Linked DNA regions of Sus scrofa: region 2 is linked to region 1. Evidence: chromatin contacts called from public Hi-C data. All regions are on one chromosome and are shown on one strand. Each heading gives the region's core, a stretch centred on a gene start, on an enhancer-like site or on the middle of the called end of the contact. The rest is flanking DNA. Distances are from core to core; before and after follow the strand shown.

Region 1 (6,482 bases), core at 1,993-4,492:
TGGAGAAACCATTATTATTAAAGCTGGCGAGAGGTACATGGGTGTCACTCACCGCGGGGTGCGAGATATTTCATATTTTTAAAAATTTATTTCTTACGGGTGAAGGATTTAATACTGTTTATTTCTGTGCATGAATATTTCATCTTGTTTTGTAATTTATCACACAACAAGCCAGGATTGATGAGCAGAAAATCCAACTTGTGACAACTTGAATATGATCCAGAACTAATCCTTCCTTGGAGGATGGATTCTAGGTTGATGGCAAAACTGATTTTTACCAACACTTCAGGCTTTACATGACTACACGGTATGACTATCTCTCTTTTTGTTTTTTCCCCCTCAAAAAGGAAAAATATCACTAAACCAGAAAAGATAACTTTAGTTGGGTAATTGGGGTTAAAATCGCAAATATTGAAACCAAAACTCTCGCTTACCAATGGTTTTCACTTGAACAACAGCTCTGACTGTCCATGACCTTGAATTATCCGACTGAGTGTAGTCACACACGTATGTGCCCTGGTGATAGTCATAGACTTCATCCACTTCAATTGGGTTGCTCTTTTCAGAGAGTAGTTTTCCATTCTAATCCAAGAGACAAAATAAATAAATAAATTAAAAAAATTAAATTAAATTAAATCACTGTCGCTAACCAGAGAATTACTGCTAACATTAAATTCACCTGTAGAAAAACTCCCCAAATTTGAAACAGGGAAGGGACAGCTCAATCTGATATAAGGACACAGCAGAATGTAATAGCCTCAACCTATGAAAAGATTCTGCTCTAAGGGGTAAGGGTTTTAGAGGTACAAACCCTTATGTATAAAATAAGCTACCAGGATATATTGTACAACATGGGGAATAAAGCCAATATTGTATAATAACTATGAAAAAGAAAAGATTCTGCTCAAAAAACGTATTTGTAAGAGTCCTACTTGAAACAAGAGGCATTTTCTTTTTTTCTTTTCTTTTTTTTTCTTTTTAGGGCCACACTCGCAGCATATGCAAGTTCCCAGGCCAGGGGTTGAATCAGAGCTACCGGCCTACACCACAGCCACATCAGCCATGGGGGATCCAAGCTGCATTTGTGACCTACACCAGAGCTCATGGCAACGCTGGATCCTTAACCCACTGAGCGAGGCCAGAGATTGAACCTATATCCTCATGGATCCTAGTCGGGTTTGTTAACCACTGAGCCATGAAGGGAACTCCCAAGAGTCATTTTCAAAGACACTGATATTATATATGGAGATCAAGACACCAGATCAAATTAGTTCAGCCCAAACTAATTAACCTGATAATTCCAAAGTATGACTCAGATCTTGGAGACTGTTCTAGAAATCTCATGGTGTTCTAAGTAGCCAATACCTAAATGAATTTTTTAAGAACACACACATTTATATTTCTGGACGTTGATAATAGATTTTTCTGTGTATTGGACTTATATAAAGTCTCCTCTTTAATAAGATATTTAACTCTAATAAAAGAATAAAATTTAAATTAAAAACATTAGGTAAAACACTAAATAGGCATACCTAGTTTGATAAAGAAGGACTGATGATTGATAAACAATTGTCTAACTCATAGTGGACTCAAAGTCGAGTGAGAACTGAAACATAATTATGAACTTTTCTCTCTCTTACTTAGAATCCATCAAAGACACTCCTTTGCCTTGAGGATAAAGTCGACAGTTCTTGGAGTTATTATCACTGTGGTTCAGCCTGTTAAGAACCTGACTAGGATCCATGAGGATTTGGGTTCGATCCTTGGACGCAATCAGTGTGGGTTAAGGATCAGTGGGTTAAGGATAAAGCTGTGGATTGTCACAGATATGGCTCAGATCCCATGCTGCCATGGCTGTGGTGTACGCTGGAAGCTGCAGCTCTGATTTGACCCCTAGCCTGAGAACTTCCATATGCTGAAAGTGCAGCCCTAAAAAGAAAAAAAAAATTCGCAATTCTTCACAGCCCAATCTTGCCATTCCTTCCCAGACTCATTTCCTGCCGCTTCCCATCTACCCACTTTTCATTCCCTATGTAACAGCGTTCTTTCTCCGCCCACACATCTCCTACCACTTTTCCCCAATGAGGAGCCTACTGCTCAACCTTCAACTCCAGCTCAAGGGTTCACCCTCATTGAAGTAAGTTATCAGACTCCCAGAGCAGAGTCAGTCACTGCTGCTCCCACAGCAGGGGGCACGACCTCCCTCATCGTTGTAACCCTTTTACAGAAATAATGTGCCTAGGGACATTCTCTGGCATTGATGAGGGTGGCATTTGTACCAAGACATATAGTTGATCCTGGACACATGGAGAGGAACAGATATACAACCCTGTGCTCAGCCAGCTCTCAGTCCAAGGATGCAGGTCTGAGCAGTAAGTACTGGCAGTCAGGTGGCTCTGCCTCAGCTCATAAGAGGCAGAGCGGCTTCCCCCAGTCTAACTAATCAGGGCCTTGAAGAATGTGCAGGAAGCAGCCAAGTGAAAGTAACTGACATTCTAGGAGCACTTGAAGGAAAGAAAGCCTGTGCATAGGAAACAAGGTCAAGGTGAAAGGAGGACGCATGCTGATGTGTTTGATCTTTGTGTCTTCAGGATCCAGCAAGCAGGGCCAGCAAGAGGACGATCTTTGTCAGCGATGGGGGACAGATACACGTAGAACAGGGAGAAAGGATTTGAAACATAAGTGTCACGGGATCAGACGTTTTTCGAAAAATGATGGGCAGCCAAACAGGGAGGCTCTTATAAATGTAAGCAAAGACTACCACAACCACACGTGCATCTTTAAGGTCTAGGATGTGGTAGGGACCCAGTAATATGTATTAAATGTTGGAGTATTACTATATATCATTAATTCTGCCATCATTAATCCTTCAACCTCCAGGAAGAACCTGGCCTTCCAATTTCCCACTAAGGCACCAGAGGTGTTTCCCTCACTCCTGCAGGCAAAAGAAAAGAGATAAACGACAAAAAAAAAAAAAAATAGCAAAATAATTAGAACTTATTACCTCTAAGTAGAACCTATTACCTATTACCTTGTAGACTAAAGTTTTTTCTCATGCATTATCTCATAGGAAATTAATTCAAAGGACTCTCTGACCTGGTGTACACAGCTTCTATGTCTTCCATTTTTATAGACAAGAAAACTGAGGTTCTGATGTTTGTGTTTTGCTCCACATCACAGACCTCGTGAGATCTGAGAATGAATCTACTTTTTTCTACCTCTGAGTTTCATGTCCTGATTGAGGAATTTCCCTTCCACTTGGCCTGCTGACTCGCAGAAGCAGGAATTCCCCTGCTCCAAACCTCTGGTGTGGTTCCTGTGGTCCAAGAAAGAATTTCCAGTAGGTTGGCAAGGAGCTGAGCAGAGGGTCAGAGCTGGTCAGAGTGGGGTGGCTGCAGTGAGTAAAATTAGGCCAAGAAGTGGGACAAAGTTAAATATCTACCAGGCGATCCCAGGGATCAAGACCCATTTAAAAGAAAGCTTCTGCATTGTACAACTACAAATGTAATAAATTCATTGAGTAATAAAAAAATAAATAAATAAAATTTATAACCCTTAAAAAATAAATAAAAACATAAAAGAAAGCTTCTGGAGTTCCCATCGTGGCTCAACAGAAACGAATCTCACTAGGAACCATGAGGACTTGGGTTTGATCCCTGGCCTCACTCAGTGGGTTAAGGATCCCGAGTTGCCTAGAGCTATGGTGTAGGTCGCAGACAAGGCTTGGATCCTGTCATGAGATGTGGTATTAGGCTAGTGGCTACAGTTCCGATTCGACCCATGGCCTGGGAACCTCCATATGCCATGGGTGCAGCCCTACAAAGACCGAAAAAAAAAAAAAAGTCAGATTAAAAGAAGAAAGAAAGAAAGAAAGAAAGCTTCGGAGCATGAGGTAAAACTCAGAGGTGGAAGACTCTGGAGAACGCAGTAATAATATGTGCAGAACAGGAATTGGAGTGAAGGTGTGACAAAAGTCACAGGAGAAAGTAACAGAGGAGAAGATGCAGAGTTGTAACTAGACTGAAGCTGCACCTTGAGCAGGAGGAGTAATAACCAAGTGAGACTAGAGGTCGAATCAGAGCTACAGCTGCAGGCCTATGCCACAGCCACAGCAACTCAGGATCTGAGCCTTGTCTGTGATCTACCCTCACAGCTCATGGCAACACCAGATCCTTAATCCACTGAGCAAGGCCGGGAATCTAACTCGCGTCCTCATGGATACTAGTTGGGCTTGTTACTAGTCCTGTTGTAAGCTATAGCAGGAACTTCCAAGGGCCTGTTTTTTTTTTTTGTTTTTTGTTTTTTTTTTTTTTTGTTTTTTTTTGTGAGTGTCTTAGGATGTATCATTAAGACTTTATGAGACAGAGGAGAGAGTGGGATGGACTGGGAGTCTGGGGTTGATAGATGCAAACTATTACATTTGGAGTGGATAACAATGAGATCTTGCTGTCTAGCACTGGGAACTGTATCTAGTCACTCGTGATGGAGCATGATGGATAATGTGAGAAAAAGAAGGTATATACGTATGTGTGACTGGGTCACTTTGCTGTATAGTAGAAAATTGACAGAACACTGTAAACCGGCTACAATGAAAAAAATAAAAATTATTAAAAAAAAAGACTTTATGAGATGGTAAGCGATGAGGTCCTACTGTACAACACAGGCAACTACATCCAATCACTTGTGATGGAACATGATGGAAGATAATATGAGAAAGAGAATATATATGTGTATGTGTGTGTGTGTATATATATATATATATATATGACCAGGGCACTTTGCTGAATAGCAGATATTGACAGAATATTGTAAATCGACTATAATAAAAATTTTTGAAAAAAGACTTTATGAGCTGGAACTCAAACAAAACATCAAAGAAAAGAGATAAAAGGCCAAACAATTTGTGTCAAAAATGATGGGAAACCCTTTCTCATAACACAGTCAGAAATGATGCTTGTAGGAAAGAGAGGCCTCAATGGAAATTCTTTGTTTTGCTCAGAGGTGAAATAGTCAAGAAGAAAATATGGGGAGTTCCCTGGTGGCCTAGTGAATTAAGGATCTGGCATTGTCGCTGCTATGGCTTGGGTCACTGCTGTGGTGCAAGGTTCGATCCCTGGCCTGGGAAATATCACATGCTGAGGGAGAATCTAAAAAAAAAAAAAAAAAAAAAAAAATATGGAAAGAGAAGCATCTAGTGTCAGTGTGAACTGAATAAAGGATTCAAGAAGTCCTAGAGAGAACTGACAGGTGACAAGGGCAGACTGCAGCATTTCACGGATGGTAGGAAATTGTCCAGGATTCCGAAATTTCACAGTGGGAACAAATGAATGGGCCAATGTGTGGACCTTGGAAAGAGTTTCCAAAAACTGAATCTAAATAATCTTTACCTCTTCCCTACCTGGAACTGCATCGAACTCGGTCTGGCCAGGCTCACCCTGTCCCTGAGCCCACAGAATGCCACCAGGGTCAGTGACCACAGGAACGAGGCCAAAGGAAACCAGAAGTGGCAGATCTATGTGCAAAAATTCCATGGAACACAGGGGCTCAAAAACAACCTGGTGGCTACGTCAACCTTGTGGCCTGTGAGTGAGGTTGTCTTAAACCACCGATGGAAATGTTGCTCGGGGCACAGTCCCACTGACAGAAGTTGTGGTGGTGTCACAGGCACCCCTGTCTCAGTGCCCTAGGTCCTTGTCTTCTCCACTGCCCCGCATTGTAATTCTGCCTCGTGCCAAAGACATGCTGAGCTAAAGGACATGAAACGCCCTCCCATTAATATACTATCATCTGTTTCTGATGGAATCTGCTAATGCCAAAGCTATTTTTTCGTTACAGTTTTATACGTTAGGAAAATATTAGGATAAAGAATAGATCATTCGCTTTAATAATGATTTCCTGATTATTCAATATATCAATTAAGAATCTTCAAGCCATAACTAGGTCACCATGCTGCACAGTAGAAAAAAAATAGTATTGGGAAAAGAACTATTACAATAATAATAATAAGTGAAAAAAGTCACTAAAAATAAAGATAAGAATGTTATTTTTTTAAAAAAAAGGAATCTCCAAGCCAAAGTTTTTGATGTGTCTATTAAAAATATTTGGGGGAATTCCTGCTGTGGCTCGGTGGATAAAGGACCCATCGTCATCCCTGGAAAGATGCGATTCAATCCCTTCCTTGCTCAGTGGGTTAAGGATCCAGCATTGCCATAAGCTGCAGCTTAGGTTGAAGGTGTGGCTTGGATCCAGTGTTGCCATGGCTATATCTGTAGCTTTGATTTGACCTGCAACTGCATCTGATTCGACCCTGAGCCAGAGAACTTCCATATCCTGCAGGTGCGGCTATAAAAAGAAAAAAAATATTTTGGAACCACCATAGAATCCAGCTCATGTATTTATTTCACTTGGATAATTCTATACAACTGGCAGGTGCATCCCTGGTCAGCAGTTTCATCTGAATTCAGTAACACTGTGTCTTCATT
Region 2 (6,482 bases), core at 1,362-3,861, 180 kb after region 1:
TTCCCTGAATACCAAGGAAAAACCACTCAAAACTATTTATTCTACAGCCTCCAAAACAACCTCCCTGTGGAGGGCTTAACCTTGGGTTTAACTTAAACCAACCAATGTGGCAGACAGCATGGCATGTTCCAGGACCCCAGTGGCCTCTGGCTGCATCTCTTTCCTCAGCTGAAGCCTGGTGGCAGTATGGAGACAGATCTTGTGGGGCAGGGGTTCAAAGGAAAACAGCCAAGTCCCCATAGCCCCTTCATTTAGCATGGTCACATTCCTGCTGCCACATCTCCTTGTGGCTCTTGCTGCATTTAGATACTACAGATGCTATGGATGGATATCACTATCAATATAGATGTAGATAAGATACATGATCAGCAATCAACTTATTTTCTTGCCCATGATTTGTTCTTACCTCCCTCTGCTCTGCATTCCCCTGCACCCTCTGCCCCCACCTTCTTGTTGCTACCCCATCTGTCCACCAGATTTTGTTATCTTCATATCTATACAGGAGGTCCATGTGCTGAATGAATGTGTGGTAGAAGATGACAATGAAACCACAAAAGGTTGGTCTGGGGCATTTGTTGGAGCATCATGAATCTGCTAAGCAAACAACCCCTCAGGGCTCTCTCTTCCCCACCCCCAAAGTCAGGACTCTGACCTTTGTGTGAGAGATGGAGGCTGGAGCAGGGGCGTGTGTGTGGTGGAGGGGGGGCCTTCCGGGAATCCAGGCAAAGCACATCTTCTGGGATCTCTGGCTCAGGCCACACCCTGAGAGATGGAGCAGGCAGAGCCTTCAAGGGCTCCTGCCCAATACTGAGCTGCCCGCACTAAGTAAAGTCCCTAGGGAAGTCCTGCACCTGGAACAGATATTGGCCTCAATCTCAGATTAAAGATACAAGTAACATCAGGCCAGATCGTCCCTGCTTTGTCTGGAAGCCAATCAGACCTGGACAGGAGGGACCACGCTCACATCTCACCAATGCCCCTGCATCCCGTACGCCCATTGCTCCTTCCTCCAGCCTACCTTTGCCAGCACCTTGCTCTGCACTCCCCACTCCGCATGATGCAAGACCGTGTTTCTGGGGCACATGCGGCCACTCTACGAGTCTAAGGATGCGAATGCTTTATTAGACAGACAGAGGCTAATAGATATTGTTTTATAATAATTTCATGTTTTATAAATGACTCCAATGAGCAAATAATCAGGAAAAGAAAAAGTTGCTCATATTTTGAAAACAAAAGAAAACCAAAAGCCTTTTTCCCTAGCTAGAAAAGAAAAATGTCTTTTTTTTTTTTTTTTCTAGGCAAGTTTGCTCACCTGAGAGTTAGTTGGGTTTAAAAAAAAAATCTTCAACCACTTCAATGTTCAGACTTTTCTTTGGAGAAAATTCCATGTATGTACAAAAAATAGAGAAAATAAGATAATGGGTCCCCATGACCCTTATTCATGGTCCTCTTGTTTCAAGTGTTTCTTTCTTGAAACAAGAAAAAAAAAACAAAAAAACAAAAAACACTTTCTCTCAAGTGTTCTTCCTCTCCTTGAACTGGATGATGATTTTTAGACAAATCTTAGCCATCTTAGTATTTCATCTGTAAGTGCTTCACTATACCATGTCTAAAACACAAGGACTCTCTTGGAAACATAACAAGGGTACAATTATCATACTAAAATGTTAAAGGTAATGCTACAATATCACCAAATACTCAGTAATAAATTTCCCTAAGACCATTTTATACGACTGCATTACCCCTGGGGGAGCTCTTACAGCCTCAATTTCTTCATTTTTAAAGCGGAGAAAATATAGAATCACTGAGAGTAATAAGTGGGAAAACACACTAAAAGAGATTAGTACCAAGTCTGGCACATTGTAACCATCCCCAACTAGTACCAAGAGATGATTTGTGATGTTTTATACTTTTTCCTTCACTAGGTCTACGTAGGAATTAGCCCTTGTTTTGTGAATTCCCTTTTTACCTACTTCGGTCCTTTTCCCAGTGGGCATTAATGATGACAACCGTTGGAGTTCCCTTGGTGGTGCAGCGGTTAATGAACCCAACTAGGATCCATGAGGATTAGGGTTCAATCCCTGGCCCCTTTCAGTGGGTTAAGGATCTGGCGTTGCCCTGAGCTGCGGTGTAGGTCACCAACGTGGCTCGGATCCTGTGTTGCTTGCGGCTGTGGTGTGGTATAGGCCGGCAGCTCTAGCGCCAATTTGACCTCTAGACTGGGGGCGGGGGGGGGCGGGGGGGGTCTTGGTCTGAAGGCGGATATCCCCGCAGGCTGTGGGTTCTTTACAGGAGGCTTCAAGGTGGAGATTTTTGTCTTAACAAGAGGCTGCCCCGCCCCCACGTCCCACCCCCTCACCCGAATAGGGCCCTGAGGGAGAGGCATGCATTCACACGGGCTAAACGTTTTGCTGGACGGAACATGCTCTGTTTGGCTGTCTCCTTGTCTCTACCTGCTTCCAATTTCCTGCTGCAGCTAGGGCTGGGGGGTGTTTCTGGAGATGCCGCTGAACTCAGGCACAGAGGAGAGCCGGGTGGAGGGAGAGCTGGGGGCTCGCGCGGGCGGTCACGGGGAGCATCGCCTCCGCCGCCAGCAGAGGGCGCAGCGGCGCCGTGGGGAAGCTCTGCGTGGCTTCTGGTGTTTCCAAGTTGGGGCGTGAACCTCAGGCTGCCTGGGTCCCTACAGAGGAAATGCTTTTCTCTTTCACAAGGTTCTTCACCCACGGGGCAACTTTCTTTTCCTCTTGATGTCATCCTGTTACACAGGCAGGAAGTTATGTTCACTCAAGACTTTGCTGTTGGGAATACTTCTGTGGGCCTGCGGTCACTTAAAACAACAAACTTAACTGACCCAGCAATTAGGTCATCCAAGAGGAGCCAAAATATCTTCGTGATGAAGCCTGTTGATTGAAGAAAGCAGATTATCATGATGGAGTGGTACCCGGCTGGCTGGGGAGCTGGAGCTCAGACAGCTGGGTTTGTCTGCTTTGGAAACAGTAAGTCTGTCTTTAAACAATCAAGGGACTGGGACCCACACTGTGAAAAAAATTGAGCAAGACTAGACAGAAGAGAATAGAACCAACGACAGAACTGAATCTTGTTTTCACTGTTTGTGTTTACTGAGTTGCAATGTAAAATATATTTATATATAAATACTTTAATAAATATGTGTAAATATTATATATATATTATTTTATAAATATTTTTAAGAAATATATATATATGTATTTCTTTTCAGGGCTGCTCCTGCAGCATATGGAAGTTCCTGGGCTAGGGGATGAATTGGAACTACAGCTGCTGGCCTACATCACGGCCACAGCAATCCAAGCTTCCTCTGTGACTTATGCAGCAGCTTGAGACAATGCCAGATCCTTAACCCACTGAGCAAGGCCAGGGATTGAACCTGCATCCTCATGGATACTAGTTGGGTTCTTAACCCATGGAGCCAAAACAAAAACTTGAATATAAAATATATTTAATTCCATAATTCTCAGTTTAAAATCTATGAAAGCTGTTGGTAAACAATTGTCTTCCTTCAGCCAAATCCTGGGAATCTAGGCTCTGCAGCCCTGCTGTGTCCTGCACGGGGCTTGGTCTGGGAGCTGACTATGTTTAATGTTTTGAAAAAAATCACTCAACCCCAGCCCAAGCCTCGGTCCTTATAAATCTTTCTGTTCTCCAGAAAGATGCGAATTGGAGTAGCGGTGGTAGTGGTGAAGGTGGTTGCTGGGGGAAGGCAAATAAATCCTCTGATAACACCACTGAGAAGGGAGGGAAATCAGGGAAATGCACGTCAGAGGGGCTGTGGGGACCACAGCATCACCATATACATCTTGGACCTCCAGGGTTCTCCAGGTGAGTTCAGGGACAACAGGAATAAATCAAATAAAACAATAGATGCCAGTGACTCAGATTAAGAAATAATACATCCACCATGCAAGGGGTGATAAAAGCTTTTGCACAGTATCCTCACATTTTTCTAGAATCACACTTTGGGTTTTGCCAGTTTTTCAGTTGACACCACCACCAGCGTAGGTACTTAAGGTGAAAATATCTAAATGGTGACATACCAGTTACTTGTAGTAGACCCAGGTTTTTATTTTCTAGATGAGTCAAAGATAATTTTTGTGATGTTCACGAGTGCTCAACAAATTAAAACTATGATGTATTTTTAAAATTTGGGAATGAAATTTATGTCATGGATGGCTAATATTTTCAATGGCTACAGTTTCATGTTTTCATGTGGCCAGAGAGGGCAAGGGCACGCCTATTCAGGCAGAGACTTCTCACCCACCAAAACCCACGGCCATGCCCGTAGCTCTTCCTCCACCTGGCTCTCCTCTGTGTCTGAGCTCAGCTGCATCTCCAGAATGGCCCCAGCCCCACCTGCAGCAGGAAATTGGAGGCAGGCAGAGATGAGGAGACAAAGCCAAAGAGAGCATGATCCGTCCAGCAAAACATTTAGTGCCACCTGTTTAAGCCAGTGTGAGTGCATGCTTGCCCCCCCTTGGCCCCATGCCAGGTCTGAAATCAGAAAAGATTCTGTTCTTGTGAGGGGGTGGGAGGCGGGGGCTGGGCACCCTCCTGTAAAGACAAGAAAAGCTCCACCTTGAAGCCTGATCCTCTGACGGTGTCTTCCTGCAGATTCCAGTCTCTTTGCTATCCTGTCTGCTTTGGTAAAATCTTTGTGGTGGTTGCAGATAAATGCTGGGTGTGCTTCTAGGAATAAGTCAAGGGTGATCAAATCAGAGCATCAAAGGTGGGCAGTGGCAACTGTCTGGAATAAAAGAGCCTCTGAGAAAGTCAGCTGAAAATGTAAACCCTCCCTGAAACAGTCCAAAGGGCAGGAAAAATAACACTGCTCATTGCCATATTCAAGCAGCTTGTCCTGCCAAGGTAGCAAAAAGCTAATTGTGTGTTTTTCAGAGTTTTAGTCAATGATAGACTCAAACCTACAGATTATTTAGAAAAATATTGATAAATATGTATGACTGGGTCACTTTGCTATACAGCAGAAATTGACACAACATGCCAAATCAACAATAATTTAAAGAAAGAAAAAAGAGAAAATATTTAAAATTTAAAAAAATAGGGAGTTCCCATTGTGGTGCAGTGAAAACGAATCCAACTAGGAACCATGAGATTGTGGGTTCCATCCCTGGCTTCACTCAGTGGGTTAAAGGTCCAGCATTGCCGTGAGCTGTGGTGTAGGTCACAGGCATGGCTTAGATCTGGCGTGGCTGTGGCTGTGGCTGTGGTGTAGGCTTGTAGCTATAGCTCCAATTAGACCCGCAGCCTGGGAACCTCCATATGCCTCAGGTGCAGCCCTGAAAAGACAAAATAGACAAGACAAAGCAAAGCGAAACAGACGCTTTACTGAAAAACCTACTTAAATGGATTGGCTTTGTACAGGTTATAGATTCCACATTTTCCTTTACAATTCAAGGAGCAAGCATTCCCTTTGTGGCTCAGAGGTTAATGAACCCGACTAAGATCCACAAGGACTCGGTTTGATCCCTGGCCTCACTCAGCAGGATAAGGATCTGGCATTGCTGAGAACTGTGAGCGGCAGCTGTAGCTCTGATTACACACCTAGCTTGGGACCTTCTATGTGCTGCAGGTGCAGCCATAAAAAGCAAAAAAATAAAAATAAAAAAAAAAAAATTCAAGGAGGACATGGTACTGGCTTTCTTGATTTTGAGGATTTCAGTTAAGAAGGAGGAGGAGGAGAAGAACAAGAAGGAGTAGAAAGGCTCTGGGGAGAGGTGACTTGGGAGGAGCAGAGCCAGGACTACAAGGTCTAATTTCCACTTCCTGGAGGGGGAGGGGGGAGGTGGAGCAGGAGGGAGGGGGAGGGAGAGGGGGAGGGAAGGGGAGGGGGAGGACGACTATGGTTCAGTTTTGTTAGGACTAGTGGCTAAAGGGTTACATCCCTTAGAAGCTACCTGGGTTTAGGAGGCGAGAGGGATGGGTGCGCTCAGAGTTTCCATCCATCAGGGGCCCCCAGAACATTGTTTGAGACCTGTGGTTTCCAACAGTTCAGGTCCCAAGTCCTGCAGCTCTCAAAGCCCAGGTCACCCCCGTCACTTATTCCAGATGTCATGCATTTGTCATCTATAGAACAGTCTCTATTCTAAGAAGGACACCAGAGAGGAATTTGTTACTTAACTTTCCAGACACAGCCCTGGATAAATCAACCAAAGAAGCATGTGTTGAAGGAAATTTTATAAACGTGAAGCAGATGGAGGGCTAAGGAAAGGTCAGCAGCGTGGGACATGGCAGGAAACCCTCTGAGTCACGTGGGGCTTGGGGCGGGGGTGGGGCTCGAAGCACCGAGGGACGGGGGTGGATTCCACTCCCCACGTGGTTCAGAGAGCCCCTTGTTGGAAGATGCTGCGTGCCAAGTACTTGCACGCTTGTGTGTTCAGCTCAATTGATCTTTCAGGAAAAGACCAACCCTCCCTGGACCCTTAACTTGAGAT

What was found. A called contact is a pair of places that touch in the nucleus more often than the background predicts.
Region 2: a contact with region 1 is called in a Hi-C map of embryonic fibroblasts, with 3 times the contacts expected there. The contact joins two enhancer-like sites. A contact is called at or near these places in 13 of 47 Hi-C or Micro-C datasets (alveolar macrophages, blood, embryonic fibroblasts and 8 more).

The regions. Positions count from the first base shown.
Region 1 is chr3:51,778,764-51,785,245 of Sscrofa11.1, forward strand. IL18RAP (interleukin-18 receptor accessory protein) reads right to left here. Exons shown (of 12, transcript XM_005662356.3): 5 at 435-582. Among named protein-coding and RNA genes, the nearest start is that of IL18RAP, 13 kb to the right of the region's middle. Within about 2 kb of position 3,243, at least 2 of the 83 cell types and tissues checked have an H3K27ac peak or open chromatin away from gene starts, as enhancers often do. A contact at or near this core is called in embryonic fibroblasts, where this site is marked.
Region 2 is chr3:51,962,215-51,968,696 of Sscrofa11.1, forward strand. No RefSeq gene overlaps it. Among named protein-coding and RNA genes, the nearest start is that of IL1RL2, 46 kb to the right of the region's middle. Within about 2 kb of position 2,612, at least 24 of the 83 cell types and tissues checked have an H3K27ac peak or open chromatin away from gene starts, as enhancers often do. A contact at or near this core is called in embryonic fibroblasts, where this site is marked.